Regions from separate parts of the Danio rerio genome. Here region 2 is linked to region 1. The links are chromatin contacts, called in public Micro-C maps. All regions are on one chromosome and are shown on one strand. Each heading gives the region's core, a stretch centred on a gene start, on an enhancer-like site or on the middle of the called end of the contact. The rest is flanking DNA. Distances are from core to core; before and after follow the strand shown. Region 1 holds the start of foxp4 (forkhead box P4). Region 2 overlaps foxp4 (forkhead box P4).

The links. A called contact is a pair of places that touch in the nucleus more often than the background predicts.
Region 2: a Micro-C map of caudal fin shows a contact between it and region 1, with 3 times the contacts expected there. The contact joins the enhancer-like site here to the promoter of foxp4 in region 1. A contact is called at or near these places in 2 of 18 Hi-C or Micro-C datasets (caudal fin and an unstated tissue) and 1 of 4 datasets of contacts at active chromatin or transcription factors (caudal fin).

Annotation. Positions count from the first base shown.
Region 1 is chr11:24,019,654-24,026,855 of GRCz12tu, forward strand. foxp4 (forkhead box P4) reads left to right here and starts at 3,432. Exons shown (of 18, transcript NM_001199491.1): 1 at 3,432-3,504.
Region 2 is chr11:24,073,905-24,081,106 of GRCz12tu, forward strand. foxp4 (forkhead box P4) reads left to right here. Exons shown (of 18, transcript NM_001199491.1): 2 at 1,684-1,861. The coding sequence starts at 1,694. Among named protein-coding and RNA genes, the nearest start is that of foxp4, 54 kb to the left of the region's middle. Within about 2 kb of position 4,322, at least 11 of the 62 cell types and tissues checked have an H3K27ac peak or open chromatin away from gene starts, as enhancers often do. A contact at or near this core is called in caudal fin, where this site is marked.

The sequences.
Region 1 (7,202 bases), core at 2,182-4,681:
GTCTTTTTGTTTTTTATTTCTGTATTTTTTTATTACTTTTGTTTTAAGTCAAAATTACTTTTGTTTTAAGTCAGTTTTATCTACTTTGAATAAAAAATCTTTGAAAATCATCAAAAAAAGTACTTAGAGTACAGATCAAAATAAAGAACAAAGTACAAAATAAAGTACAGAAAAAATTAAGTACTTTGGGATATATATATATATATATATATAAAATTTAAAGAAAGCAGTGTTGTGTTCAACCCAGAATTTTCCATTATTGTAAACCAGATCAGGATTATATCAGATGCATCAATGCGACTGATTATCTTATGATGTAGGCCTGCCAAAAGACTATACGAGTGTAAACTCCACTATTAATTTATATTTTTAGTAAAACTGTCTGTTTAAAAGTTGATCATCAGGTTTGTCCAAACTCTTGCACACAAATCAATCTGCTTTATCTCCAGCTGTGATCTTGTTTGCAGGTGTGTGTGTATGTGTGCTTGTGTGAGGTGAACTGTATGTGGGTTAGTTAGAAAGTCAGTCATCCTATGGGTTCTTCTTGTAATCCTTTCATGAGTGCCTCATTAGCCTGTGATGGCCAAACCACAAGAGTGTTTAATCTTAACCCCGTGACGGGGAACAGACCAAATCTCCCTCTGTCCTTCTTACCACGGCCTCAAAGTATCTATTTTGGACAACAGACTTTGCTTTGCTTGATCATGTTCACAAGGCAAAACAAGTTTTTAAATCTGTGTTTGCTTGAGTGTGTTTGATCAGGTTAATCTGATGGGAAAACTTTGCAAACACGCACACACCTATTATATAAGAATAGTTTAGCATCTTCTTTTGTCTTTCAAAATACTCAAGTTAGTCCAAAAATATTGTTTGGGGTGTGAAAAGTTTCTCGTTTTTAAAAATTTGATTTAAAATGCAGTTATAAATTTGGAAGTTGACAAATAACTTTTTTTCCCATAAATCTAAAGCTATAAATATACGGTGCGAAAGTTCAGTCAGGCTCTGTGTTTTTTGGCCAGGACTCTGAAGTCCATATGGCAGAAGTGAAGTCAGCATTGTTTTATGAGCCTGCTGCCTTCATTTTAAGCCAGCATGGCTACATCTTGGATTATTGATTTTTCTAATGAATATGTCTTGACTAATGGGGGTCGTATCCTATTGTCCAGTGGCGATGTGAATGATTGCCTTTTTTGATGGTTCAAGTAAAAGAGATGTTTTTTGCTGATAGAAAGTTTCCACTGACCATAAAATAAATCAAGTTTCAACATTTTTGATAAGATGACAGATTACTGATAAAGCACCTTGACTATCCAATAAAAGTTGAAGTCATATTCATAAATTAACAACTTGCCCATATCCTACATGGTCCTAATTGTTGAAATTTTCAATAATAATTTTATAGAGATACCATCGCTTGTGATGTGTATCTACAGTAATTACACTTTTAGTAAATGATATAGTAACAGTTCAGTTACTGTCGATACACATAAATACACAAAGGCTTTTATACATTTCATCAGGTATTATATATAAATAACTCTCCTTGCTATTGTTGTTTTCATGTATAGTCTTCATGTTATCTGTTTGTGTATATCATATACTAGAACATGAATATATCAATTATTTATTAATTAAATAATAATACTACACAGCAATATCTATATCATATCTATATCATCTACATTTTATCTTAATGATCATGATGATAATAGGTAAAAATGATAAAAAGTGCAATGTGAATAAATAATAATAATTATAATAAATACATATATAATAACAACAATAATTATAATTATAATAATAATTATTATTATTATTATTATTATTATTATAATTATTATTTATTACCATTGTTCTTCTTATCATTATTACTTTTTAATTAAAGTTCATCATCATCATTATTAAGATCAAATGTAAGACACTGTAATAATAATAATAATAATAATAATAATAATAATAATAATAATAATAATAATTATTATTATTATTATTATTATTTTTGTTATTGTTGTTGTTGTTGTTGGTATATATTATATTATATGATATATTAATATATGTAATGGAGTATTGTTATTAATTGTTTTGTTATTGTGATGTTATTACTCGATAATTAATTTAATTAATAGGTATACATAATTTGATGTTGATGATGATGATAAAGTATAGTAATGTTATTTATTTGAGTCTTGCATATTTTTGTTGATGATGATGACGATGATGATGATGATGATGATGATGATGATGATGAAATGCAATAAAAATTTACAAATACAACTTTTGTACTACTACTGCCATACTACTTCTAAATTATTATTATTATTATTATCATTATTAATACTCATATTAATAATAATACAGTATTGTTATTAGTTGTTTATTATAATGTTATTTATTAATAGTCAAATTATGATATATTCATAATTTAATTATGATAATGGTACAGTATACTAATTAAAACAGTATTTCTTAACTATCAAACTATTAAAACATATATCAGTGTACTATTCAACATTATCTAGATTTTGTCTAGAATATTTTGTCTTGATTATGCTTATTATGATGATGAAATACAATGCAACTTTTTCAAATACAACTGCTATACCAGATTACTAAATTATTATTGCTAATGTTGTTGTTGTTGTTGTTGTTGTTGTTGTTGTTGTAGAAATGTTTAAATATTCGCATTTCACAACAATTATAATAAACACTTATCGACAGCAAAACCAAATGTGTTGCAAGATCGGACTTGTTATTTCCTAAAGAGTAGAGATGTGGAGTAGGTAACGGTTCCCATGGTGAGGCTGTCCTTTGACTAACATCTGTTGCTCGTCCGCGGCCACAATGGCCCAACTAAACCCGCGATGCGCGCGCAGGTGAAGAGATCAGCACCCGGAGCGCGCGAGCTTTTGTATTGTGTTCAATCAGAGCGGCAGCGCAGATGTGCGCAGCGCGCCTGTTCTAGACGCATTACGGTAGAGCAAACTGTCCCCTAACACATCGCCAACACAAGACACAAGCGGAGTAATTCAACACTGATTTCTCTGCGAATGAGCGAGGAACAGACGAGATGCCAAAAACTCCAGCGAGAAGCATTATTGGGACTTTAGGAAAACTCACCGTGTGACTAACAGAGAGGAAGAGAGAAGACCTGAAGCGACGAGGAGGCGTAAAGAGCCGCGTGCTTGTTCTTCATGAACTTTGAGGAGCGCTGTGACCATGCAGCCTTTGAGCTAGTGCACGATTATTGTTTCCACTTATCACCCTACTGAGTGACCAGTCTGAGGGAGAGGAAGCCAGTAAAAAGGAAAAGAAGACTAATAAAGACAGTTGTCGTTTAAAGTAATGGTCTGAAGACATCACTCATAGAACAGGATTTTTTTTTCCTTTTTGCGTTGCTCTTCTGAAGGTTTCTGGAATCACTGGGACATTCACGAGAGCTGGAGCGACACATCCACATGGTCCAGCCGTAGAGTGAAAGTAGAGTTCTTCACAATATCCTAACAGGTTCATATACACTTTTTTACTTCTTTTTCTTTACTTCTTTGCTCCTCGCGCGATTCAGCGTTTTTAATATTAGCCTAATGTGTATTCCACATTTGAATGCACGGACGTGTTATCACACACATTTATTCAGATCAATAGAAATAAATGTTACAGTCATAGTTTTTTTCTTAGATATTTCGCCAAATGGGATACTAAAGCTCGCATTGGAACAATGCAACTTTTTTACGTGACACTTTTAAACCGGGGACGAAAGCGTGCATTTATTCTTCACGAGAGAATCATAAATCATTATGATTTAGTTACCCGCAAACTTCACTATAACAATACATAAGAACGCAAAAGCAGTTTGGATAAAGTTAACAAAACATAGCGATTCAAACAAGTTTAATAAACATGCATCTGCGTTTGAAAATAGGCTATCGCCTGCCCTTACTTTTGATCTAAACTATAAGATGACTTTTTTGACAGATCAAATAAAATAGTTTGAGATAAATCGGTGCTATTTTGCATTTGCTTTCTTTTGAAGAATGCCATGCTTCACTTACAGAAATGTAGAAATCAGATGGCCGTACAAAACTCTCATGATAAATAATTCAAGACAATAAACTGCATGTAAATATACAAGTTTAAAAAGTCTAATCACGTTTTTTATTTTAATAATATACCTTCAAGCAATTTTCCCCTAATTCTCCGAGTTGCTGATTGTTTTTAACAGGCCCTCAGGAAACAGAGAGCAGATCTTATGTAAATAACTCATAACAATCCGTAAGTTTTCATTTTTATCAAATAAACCGATTTTTAAAACCGACTTTTTAAAATTATAACGTTTGTTAAAACCAAAAAAATCCAAGGGACATATTGAAATTATTTATAGTTGTTTTAGTGTCATTTGTACCGGTGTGTTATTAAGATAATATAACATAAAGATGCAACGCATAAAATACTTTAAATACATTAACTCGGCATTCATAATTATTTATAATCACTAATTTAAGTGTATTGATTACCGCGAAATACAATGACATTAGTAAAGTTAGTATTGGCGCAAAAGCAGATTTCCCCAAAAAAGGGACGAACGTTATTTACCTCATTACTTACGTCAAAAGAACGTATCATAATTAAATATTTTATTTTCATTAGTCAGTTTTGCTTCACTTTAGTAATTAACAGACAGGTTGATGACAAACTTTAAAAACATAATACTTTTATTTTGAGTTTCATTTACAAATGAATGAGCAAGATTAACTTTTGTTTTTAATTATTTACACAGTTTTTCATGATTTTGTATTCGTTTCGTAATTAAATCAGCGATATTTCAGCTTAAAATCTCTAAAATAAAATAATAAAACTAAACTTGCAACAATTTCAACATTTGAGTACGGGGCATAAAGTGAATCTGCAGAGGGAACTACAGCTCACGAGTTGAACCAAGTGTACTGTTAAATCGCACTCTTCTTGACTTATCCCTATTCAGTCTTTTTCTGCAAAACCAAAAATATACATCATCATCATCCTCATAATCTGGCAGTGTGTATGTAAATCTCATGTTATTAAGAACTGATTGATGGAGCTTTTGACACAATTAATTTAAATCTCATATATAAGTGAATGGCTTAATTCACTTTTAGCATTTACAACTTAGTGCAAACATTTATTAAATCACATTTGTTAAGTCTAAGAAATAGCGTTATATTATTTACTTTGATGTCAAAATGTTTCTAATAATTTTAATTTGTTTAATCATTGTAATTATTTCATCTACATAATTACTGACAGCATTTAAAAGCACATAAAAGAGCTTTTGAAATTGTTTATGAAAGAATGCTTACATAGAATATTTTGTTTATTTCCACACACATTTTTTTTGTGTTAAGATTATTTTTTATTGAACTATGTTACATTCCACGCTGAAAACACTTTTTTTTAAAACTCAGTGCTTTACTTTTGTGCGTTTACAATGTCCGTTTACTGATATATTGCCTCTTATGATAAACAGATTCCCTGCTAATTGAAATGTGACATGTGTAGATGAACATAAGCATAAAGTGATGAATACAATTTCCATTTCATCTGCTTGTGTGTGAGATGAATAGAGTGATTGAATGATGTTATGTGCTTCGAGTTAAAGTGATAATTCATGAAGTTGACAAAGAATAAGGCAGATTGTTCAGGGAGGGCATGAAAATGACAGTAAAGTGGGTAATTTAGTTATTTGCATGGCCGTCAAGCAGCTGCAAGCGGCAATAGCTACACCTCAGCCGATAGTTTTAACACTCTATTTCTAACGGCTCACACCAGACTAGTGTAAAGTTCAGGATTTTAAGTGATACATCACTAATTTTCTGTTAAGTGATTGTTTTATGTTGTTCTTCAGGTTCATAAAGACTACATACCTGACTTTTGGAGGTCTTTCGAATGTTATTTTGATAAATGTGTGGATTGCATGGCAGGCTGGTGTTGAGCCCTCTGTGGGTATTTTTCTGGGTAAAGAAGGTCAGGAATGTGTTTGTTTTGGAAAACGATGTTGAGACTAACCTGATGCCAGGTGTAAATTCAGGCATGTAGCTTTTTGATGCATATTTTAGGAACATTTGCTGATTGAAACTTTATTTGAACAACCAAGTGCAAATATATGTTGGAGTGTACTGTGCGAAAAAAGCATTTAGTGTGTGTGTGTGTGTGTGTGTGTGTGTGTGTGTGTGTGTGTGTGTTCTCGTTCAAATTCAGATGAGCCTCAGTCAAGTGATTTAGTGGTAAATGTAAGTTTTTCAACACCACGGGTGGTTTTAACACAAAGCACTCTGCTTCTTGTGAAGCACTGTCCCTTAGACCCTCACGTGGCATTTCCACCATTAAACTCTTGTATCGCTCCAAAAAATAATGTTAGTTTTTACACAAGTGCAGTTTTAACCAAAGCATGGTGAAGAGCAATCTCTTAACAGATCAGGATAGTTTTTGTCAGATGTACTTTTGGCTAACTCTTCTCTCCAAAACATGTCTGTGTGAAATATGTCATGCCTACGTTCTCCCTTTCATATTTCAGCTGACCTTACGTGAAAGGTCAGGCTGGAATTTTTACGCTCGTTTGCGCCTTTGAACGCATCAGCTCCGCCGTTGACCAGCGGCAACCACTAGCCGTAGATTAAACATGTGGTTTTAATTGGAGATGTTATTTGGTGGAACAGCGCGGCTGAGCATTTTTCAGTGTATGTGAATAATAAATTACGCACGTTTTTAGACTGTGAGGGCTGCTTTTATTACTACTCAGAGAGTGGTGTCATTTTCTCCCCAAACTCTGAGCCCTAAAAGGGGAAAAAAAGGAACTAACTACACCAAACAACTGACACTGAAGCCATTTCAACCAACTGCAAATTAAAAACTGCAAATAAAAAAAGAGACCAGACTGACGGATGTTTTCCAGATGACAGTGTTGATCTGATTAGCTATCGAAATGGTCTGGCGTTAACTGTTTCAACTTTGAGACAGACCAGACTGCTGTGCGGAAGTGCCGTCTAGGCTATCCGTCAGCTGAAGATGCTGCTGGATGCTGTTTTCTTATGGTCTATTTGTTCCAAATGTGAATTTAATTCTCCACTTGAACTCTTAAGCACAGCTTCTCTTCCCCGTGACCTCAGTGGCACTTTTTTTTTTTCACTTTCTTGGTTTTCGCGCACAAGGTTTCCTGTGTGGAGAGGCTT
Region 2 (7,202 bases), core at 3,072-5,571, 55 kb after region 1:
GAGTAGTTTCACAATAGACCAGAAACCCTTGTTATTAGAAAAAAGGTATTTGGGGTTTTGTATTGTTCAATTGATTATTATTATTTTTTTTTTTTTTTGGATTGATGTAAATTAACTAAACATGGTTTAGAGTTCTTCACAGGTCCACACGCAATAAAACTACCCGCATCTTTGGTTTGCATCCCTCATAATGCAAGACATGCCTGCATCCTTTTCAGTCATGCGATTTGCATGACTACCTCAGTTGACAGCTTTGCATGAAGTATATAACTCTTCAACCAGGTGCTTTTAAGCGATTCAGACTGTGAATTTGTTGGAAATAATAGCCCTCAAGTTTACAAAAGCGTCCTGTCGTACAGTAGATCTGGGTGTGGAAGCGCGTAGTCTTCTCTATCTATCTTCAGCTGTTGTTGTGGCGAGCTTTACTGCACAGCACGTACTGCATGTGTAGATAGTACATTTCCCACAATACAATCACAAAGCAGTTCTACAGGTTGTTGCTTGTTGTTTTTAAATAAATATCTTACGGCTCTCATAAGCAGACAAACAAGCAGACAAGGTTAAATAAATCAAAATGCAAAAAAAAGGTCGTAAATTGCATGTGCCCAATTCTTAGGTGTAGTGTTTGTGTTAAAGTTGGTTTCATGTATGTTTTTTATGTGATGTGATGTTTTGTTAGATTATACAATTTCATTATTTTAATATTGGAAAACATGAACAGACTAATGAATAAAATATCACTGTTCTGTTTTCATTTGTGTAGTCTTCATGATTAGTTTTAATGTATTAAAAACTTATTTAAACATTCAAAACATTATAAAATCGGTGTCATTTAAGCTGTTGTATGCAGAACTACATGTTTAATGCATTTTAAATAAATAAATCTATCAGGACAAAAAATGACAGCAAAACTGGCATCTTTAATTCAGGAGCACTCGCTGTTTTTCTAATAAGACTGCACACGTCAATAAGTCATCGGTTCACTGAATCGTTCACTCATTTGAAGGCTTATTTCTTTTTTTCCCTTTCACTCTCTTCACCTCTTAAAGACACTAAATGCATTCCTCTTCTCTTGGAAGTTGCTTGTGTTTTTGTGCTGCCTATAATAAGGTGCACAAGAGGTTGGTGTTTCTTTTCAGCAGACGTTTTCTAATTGAAAGGGTCGCTTTTGACGATGTGGTGGATGCATCAACACTTTCTGTCAAAGACAAACGTCCTTCGATCAGAGCTGATGCACTGTATTGTAACTTTTGGTGAAGGGAAAAGCATGCCACTCTTTTACGGCACAATGCCATTTTGGTTTGACACAAGTATCTCTTCAGACAGACCTTCGTTGCGCCTTCCTCCGCATTTGTGTCCTTGGCTATCATTGGCTGTTCAGAGGCTCAGGTGGTTCTTTAGGTATGTCCAAATGGATGTATGGTGCACTGCTTGTTTACTATGTTCTTATCAAGGTTAGCAGCTGTGCCACTGTATTTCTAACTCCGATTAAACACTTTCTGATGGGGTTGATTGTGAATCTGGGCTATTGGTTTGTGTGTGTGTGTGTGTGTGTGTGTGTGTTAGCTTTTGTGGTCGAATGCATTGGCTGCATAGATCTTGGCATGATGTAGAATTTCTAACAATGCCTGATGGTCACTCAGCACTGATTTTTCATTTATTTATGTCTTTTTTCCCTTCAAGGTGCCACGTGATGATGGTAGAATCAGCAACTGAGACCATTCGAACAACACCCTCCAATCAAAATGGAGTCAGCAGTCTAAGCAGCCAATCAGACGGCGGAGGAAGAGAGGGTGGGTCCAACGGTGACACCAATGGGGAGATCAGCCCGGTGGATTTACTGCATCTTCAACAGCAGCAGGTGTGTGTTCTCTAGTCCAACTTCAGGAAGTGTCTTAGCTGTTAGTTGTTTCTTGTGCAATTCCTGTCTTGCGCAACCTACAAACAAGTAAAAAATGAAGCAAACTGAATCACACAGATTTCGAAACCTCAGTGTTGATTGCCTGGTTTATTTTCTTGCCACTCTTCACATATTTAATGGGACAAATATTTTTTTAATTACAAGGATAGTTCACCCCGACATAAAACTTTAAGTACTTAATGCATTAATTAGCCTGAACTAATGGGACCTGATTGTAAAGTGTTAGTTAATAAAAAGGCTTCCATTAACTAGATTACAATGTACCTATTGTTAATATTGCACAACTCATATGGTGCTAAAGAGCAGGGGTTCCCAAACTTTTCAGCTCGCGACCCCTAAAATAACAATGCCAGTGACTCGCGATTCCCAAATTCCTCAGAGGTGGTTATAAACATACAAATGTTCCACACACAACAATAAGCCTATATAAACACCAGCATATTGACAACACAAAAAGTGCAGCAGTTTAACAACCATATAATTTTTATAGTCATTTATTAATTTGTTTATTTTAATATTAACCTCAGCTAAAGAGACTGGCGGGCACATGTTTTTTATAGCACATGTCTATTCTTGGTTTAATTTTGTAGACCACCAATCAGAGAACATTCTCAGTGTTCAGTTGTGTGCCTGTATTTATTGTTAATGTATTTGATTGCCATAAAGGTGTCAGAAAGTTTAACCTGGTGCTATAAAATCAATCTGCTGCAGCTGACGCTATTGCTGTGTTGTTAATCTAATGTAAACACTGGAGTCCAATGAAAAAAATAATTTAAAGGGTGATGGCTTTTCATTTGCATGTTGTTGTTTTTTACTATTAAAACTACTATTTTTATATTATGTGGGTTATGATTAAAATATAGTAATTTTAATAGTTTGATAAATTTATTTGACATTTTGAAATCACCAAGCGACCCCCTGTCATTGTCCCGCGACCCCCACTTTGCAAACCACTGCTATAGAGGAGGGATACGAGTCAGGTTAGGGACATGTTTAGTGGTATAGGTAGGTTTAAGGGTGGGTTAGCTGTAAAGGATCAATCAACAGTGTACATTAGGTATACTGTAATAACATAAAATAATTACAGCTGTAATTACAAAGAGAAAATTAATTAAATATAAGTACAAAGTAAAAACACATGTATATTAGTGCATTGTTTAAAATGATTCACTTAAATGGAAGTTAATTTATTCTTTCATTCATTCGTTCATTTATTCTTTTAACATAAAAATAACTTTTGTGAAGGAAAATTTCACAGCCTAAGAGGGTGTAAAAGTATTGCAGAAGTTGTTGCACATGTAATAAACAGCAGCTCATTTTCTTTCCTTAATAAGTTGGATAGGGCTACATTTAATATAATTGATTTTTTTTTTGCATACAATTAAGCCTAAATTATTCCACTCCCATTAGGGCTGAGCGATTTGGCGATTTATTTATTGAACAAGTTTTGTACAGTAAATATACTCACATACTGCAAGTGAGAGAATTTTGAATGAAAGATGCATTACTTGATTTTAAAATAGTTGAAGGAAACACACACTATCTGCTATTTGTGATTATGTATTGAATGTCAACTTTAAACAATTGAAATTATTACACACATTGCCTGAAACAGTCAATTCTTTCGTATAAAAATGTGATAATAAATAACTTGCACTTTTGGAAACAAAATAAATTATTTTCAATGTTAAATTTTTCATATAAAAAGTAGAAAATAAGCAGTATCTAAATCAAATGACTTGTACATCCTTTAAATAATATTTTAAAAAGTGCATTGCTTCTGTAAACAAATATTTTAGTGTAAATGATCATTTTATTATGCCGTCTCTGCCGCAGTTTCCATTCATCATCAATGTAGTGCAAACTTGCGACATGCAGTTAAATTTTTGAGAGGTGTGCAGGTATGCGACCGCATGAAGGCTGTGCCAGACCATACCTGTGTCTTCGATGCAGAAGTATAAAGTAGCCTTAACAGAGCAGGGTCACATGACTCCACACATGCTGGGGAAAGTAATTGAAAAAACTGACCTGGAAAAATGTTAAGTTCTTAATGTCAATTTTGATTACTTTTCAATTAATCGCCCAGCCCTAACTTCCATGTGTTTTCTCTGCTTACAAAGTATTCACCACAAAAATTCTTTTCTGTGTTCAGAAGAAAGCAAGTAGCGCAAGTTTGAAATGACAAAGGATTGAGTTAGTGAGTTCATATTTTGGGTGAACTAATCGTATAACCAACAGGCCTCATATTTACATACAGTCATCCAGAACTGCACTCGGCGGTTTGATTTCGCTTCTGTACATGATGTAGACTCTGCTGAATTCTTGACTCTTCTGGTCCAGTTTGAGCAGCAATTTCAGTCTCGCCTGAGTCACAATGATCCTCGAAGCGACTGTTTTATGCAGTGACACGTCAGCGTGCAGAGGCTTGTGCTGTTTTTGCTCTCTGGCCTATGCGTCAGTGTCTTCCATATCCAGTTTGTCAGTTGGAATTTCCTCCCTTCCCGGACTCTCTTGGCTGAAACACTCTTTTTCTGTTCACACTCTCCCCTAAATGCTTTGCAGACACACAGAGGGTAACAGGAGCCCTCAACCTTGTTATCAGTGACACAGGCCGCACGCTTGGTAACAGATCCTTGCCTTAATGTAACATTGATGAACTGTTATTAAGAGAAAGTGGGAGCTGTTAAACTAAATTATTTACCACTCCAAGGTAATACGGTGTGTAAGTGTTGCTGCTTTTTATCCTTCTATTCTGGTGTGCATTAGAATGTAATGATTGTTTAAGGAGTTTTCAAGGACGTTCTTGCATCCAAACTTGATGAGTTATCAGCCTTGACCTTCAGTCATAATTCTTTATGTCCTCAATATATATATATATATATATATATATATATATATATATATATATATATATATATATATATATATATATATATATATATATATATATAAAGTCGAAGAAAAGCAACAAGTAGGCTACCTCTGGAATTATTACAGTTATTTTCTATTATAAAGGATTTTTATTAAATGATAAAATAGTCAATTGTGCACAATAATAATAATAATAATAATAATAATAATAATAATAATAATAATAATAATAATAATAATAATAATAATAATAATAATAATAAAAATAATAATTAAAAATCATAAAATGACAAAAAATAGTAATGTATTTGTATTTAATATATTTTTAATATTACTATCTTTAGTTTATTTTTAACACATTATTTATATATTAGGAAAAAAAGCTTTTATTCTGCCTTAAAAAAAACAGCTTGCAAAGTATGACACGATTATCCTTAAGATACATAGTTACATTGTCAGTTCCTAGTTGACATATGAAGTATGAAAAGCATAATGTAAAATGTTTTGGATATAACTTTTATAAAGAGCTACTGCTGCCACCGAAGACCAAAAGTATGGGTCGTGTAGCATGAGAGGGAAAGTGGAAAAGGAAAATAAAGAAGGACAGAGAGGAAGGAAAGGAAGGAGAGAGACAGAGTGTGGCATTGAGGCCGCGGCGGCTGTATGTTTGACATTGGAAATGGTTTAGAGCAGAAGGAACTGGCAATTTCTATCTCTAATTAAAGGCTTTGGCTCACATGACCATGTACAGGTGCACCAACACCAGACTGCGGAGCTGGAAAGAAAGGCTTCCTTGTGTGTGGTGAGCCTGTGCTCGCTCAGCGGGAGTCTCAACGCACACACACACACACACACACACGCACACACACACACACACACACACACACACACACACACACACATACTAAGAAAGAGAGAGGATCCAGCCAAGGAGGAGTGCAAACATTCACATTTATTACTTCCACTACAATTCCAAGTCCTCATTTCATGTGACAGAATAAAAGTATGCAAAATTGTTATTTTGCAAGTTTATTCCTTCTCTTTTCCTGTTTTGCTTCTCTTCAAATGACTCTCACTTCAGTGGTGATTTCGTATTCATGACTTTATTTTATTTTATTTTTTTTTTAGCAATTTTCAGGTGAAATTTGATATTCTATTAGCTAGTTTTATATTCTTGTGAATCCCATAAGAATTTACATCATCTGAAAACGTAGAAAGGACAAAAATGTGCACCGAGAAAATGCTGAATCAAGGTTGTACTATTCTAAAGCAATTGATTGCATTTAACATTAATAGCTAATGATGTTACATTTATTGTAGATAACATCAAAAGATTTTGTCAAATTGTGAAATATAACTATTGTTTTAGTATGTTATCAGTTTTTTTTTTACTTTCTACCCATTATTGTGACTTACACATGTTTGCAAAAATGTTTTAGAATTGCAATTTCATTAATACTAACTTTATATCTCGCAGTTTGACATAAAATCTGTTGATGTGACTTAATATTCTGTTCTAAAGCAAAGTTTGACATTAGATCTCCTGATGTGATGGAATATCTCAAAATGTTAACATTATAAACTGCAATAATTTTAGTCATTTATATCCCACAATTTTTGACTTAATATCTTACAGTGTGATATAATATCTCACAATTCAACTTTTCTCAGCATTTTTACATTTAAAATGCGATTCGTAGTAGACTTTTTGCATGCAGGCTAGACAAATTCAGAACTTTCTTCAGTTGTGTAGATACAAAATATGCCGCAAAGAGACCTTCTGTGGCATGAAAGATGTAAGCCACTGTCTTTAAGGATTTTTTATGTGGTTGCTTGCATATAAGCACATATGTGCACGCCTGTGCCAGCGTTAATATGTAGGTGTATGTTATTTCTCCATGGCCTTGAGCCTTATGGATTGAAGCTTCACACACCTGCTCATCTTCCAGTAGCAGTTTTTTTTATACATTTACTTTAGTGTTATTCAAGTCGCTTTACAGAAAAATACTAAACCTAAGAAAGTCTTCTAGCATCTGTTTAAAGGTCTAGGAAATTTATAAATGCTTAAATGTTTGGATTTTAAAGCCTCTATAGTCACTTTGCTGGGAAATCAGCATCCAAAAACGATACATTTTGTAACTTGATGTTTTGCTTTGTTTGGTTTTAAGCCTGGGCAAAAATCTCATGTTATGATATAAGTCATCTCATATCCTTTGAAAATGATATATCACGATATAGGATCATATCTTTAAATATTGTCAAATTGCACAACCCTATTTGGTCAAAAATCATGGCTTTTTATGCAGTTTCAGTTGAATGACATTCTCCCATGTCCTAACCCCTTTGTCCACAGAGATATCCCAAATATGCTTCTCCCCCCCCTCTCTCTTTCAGATGAAATGTATGTTCT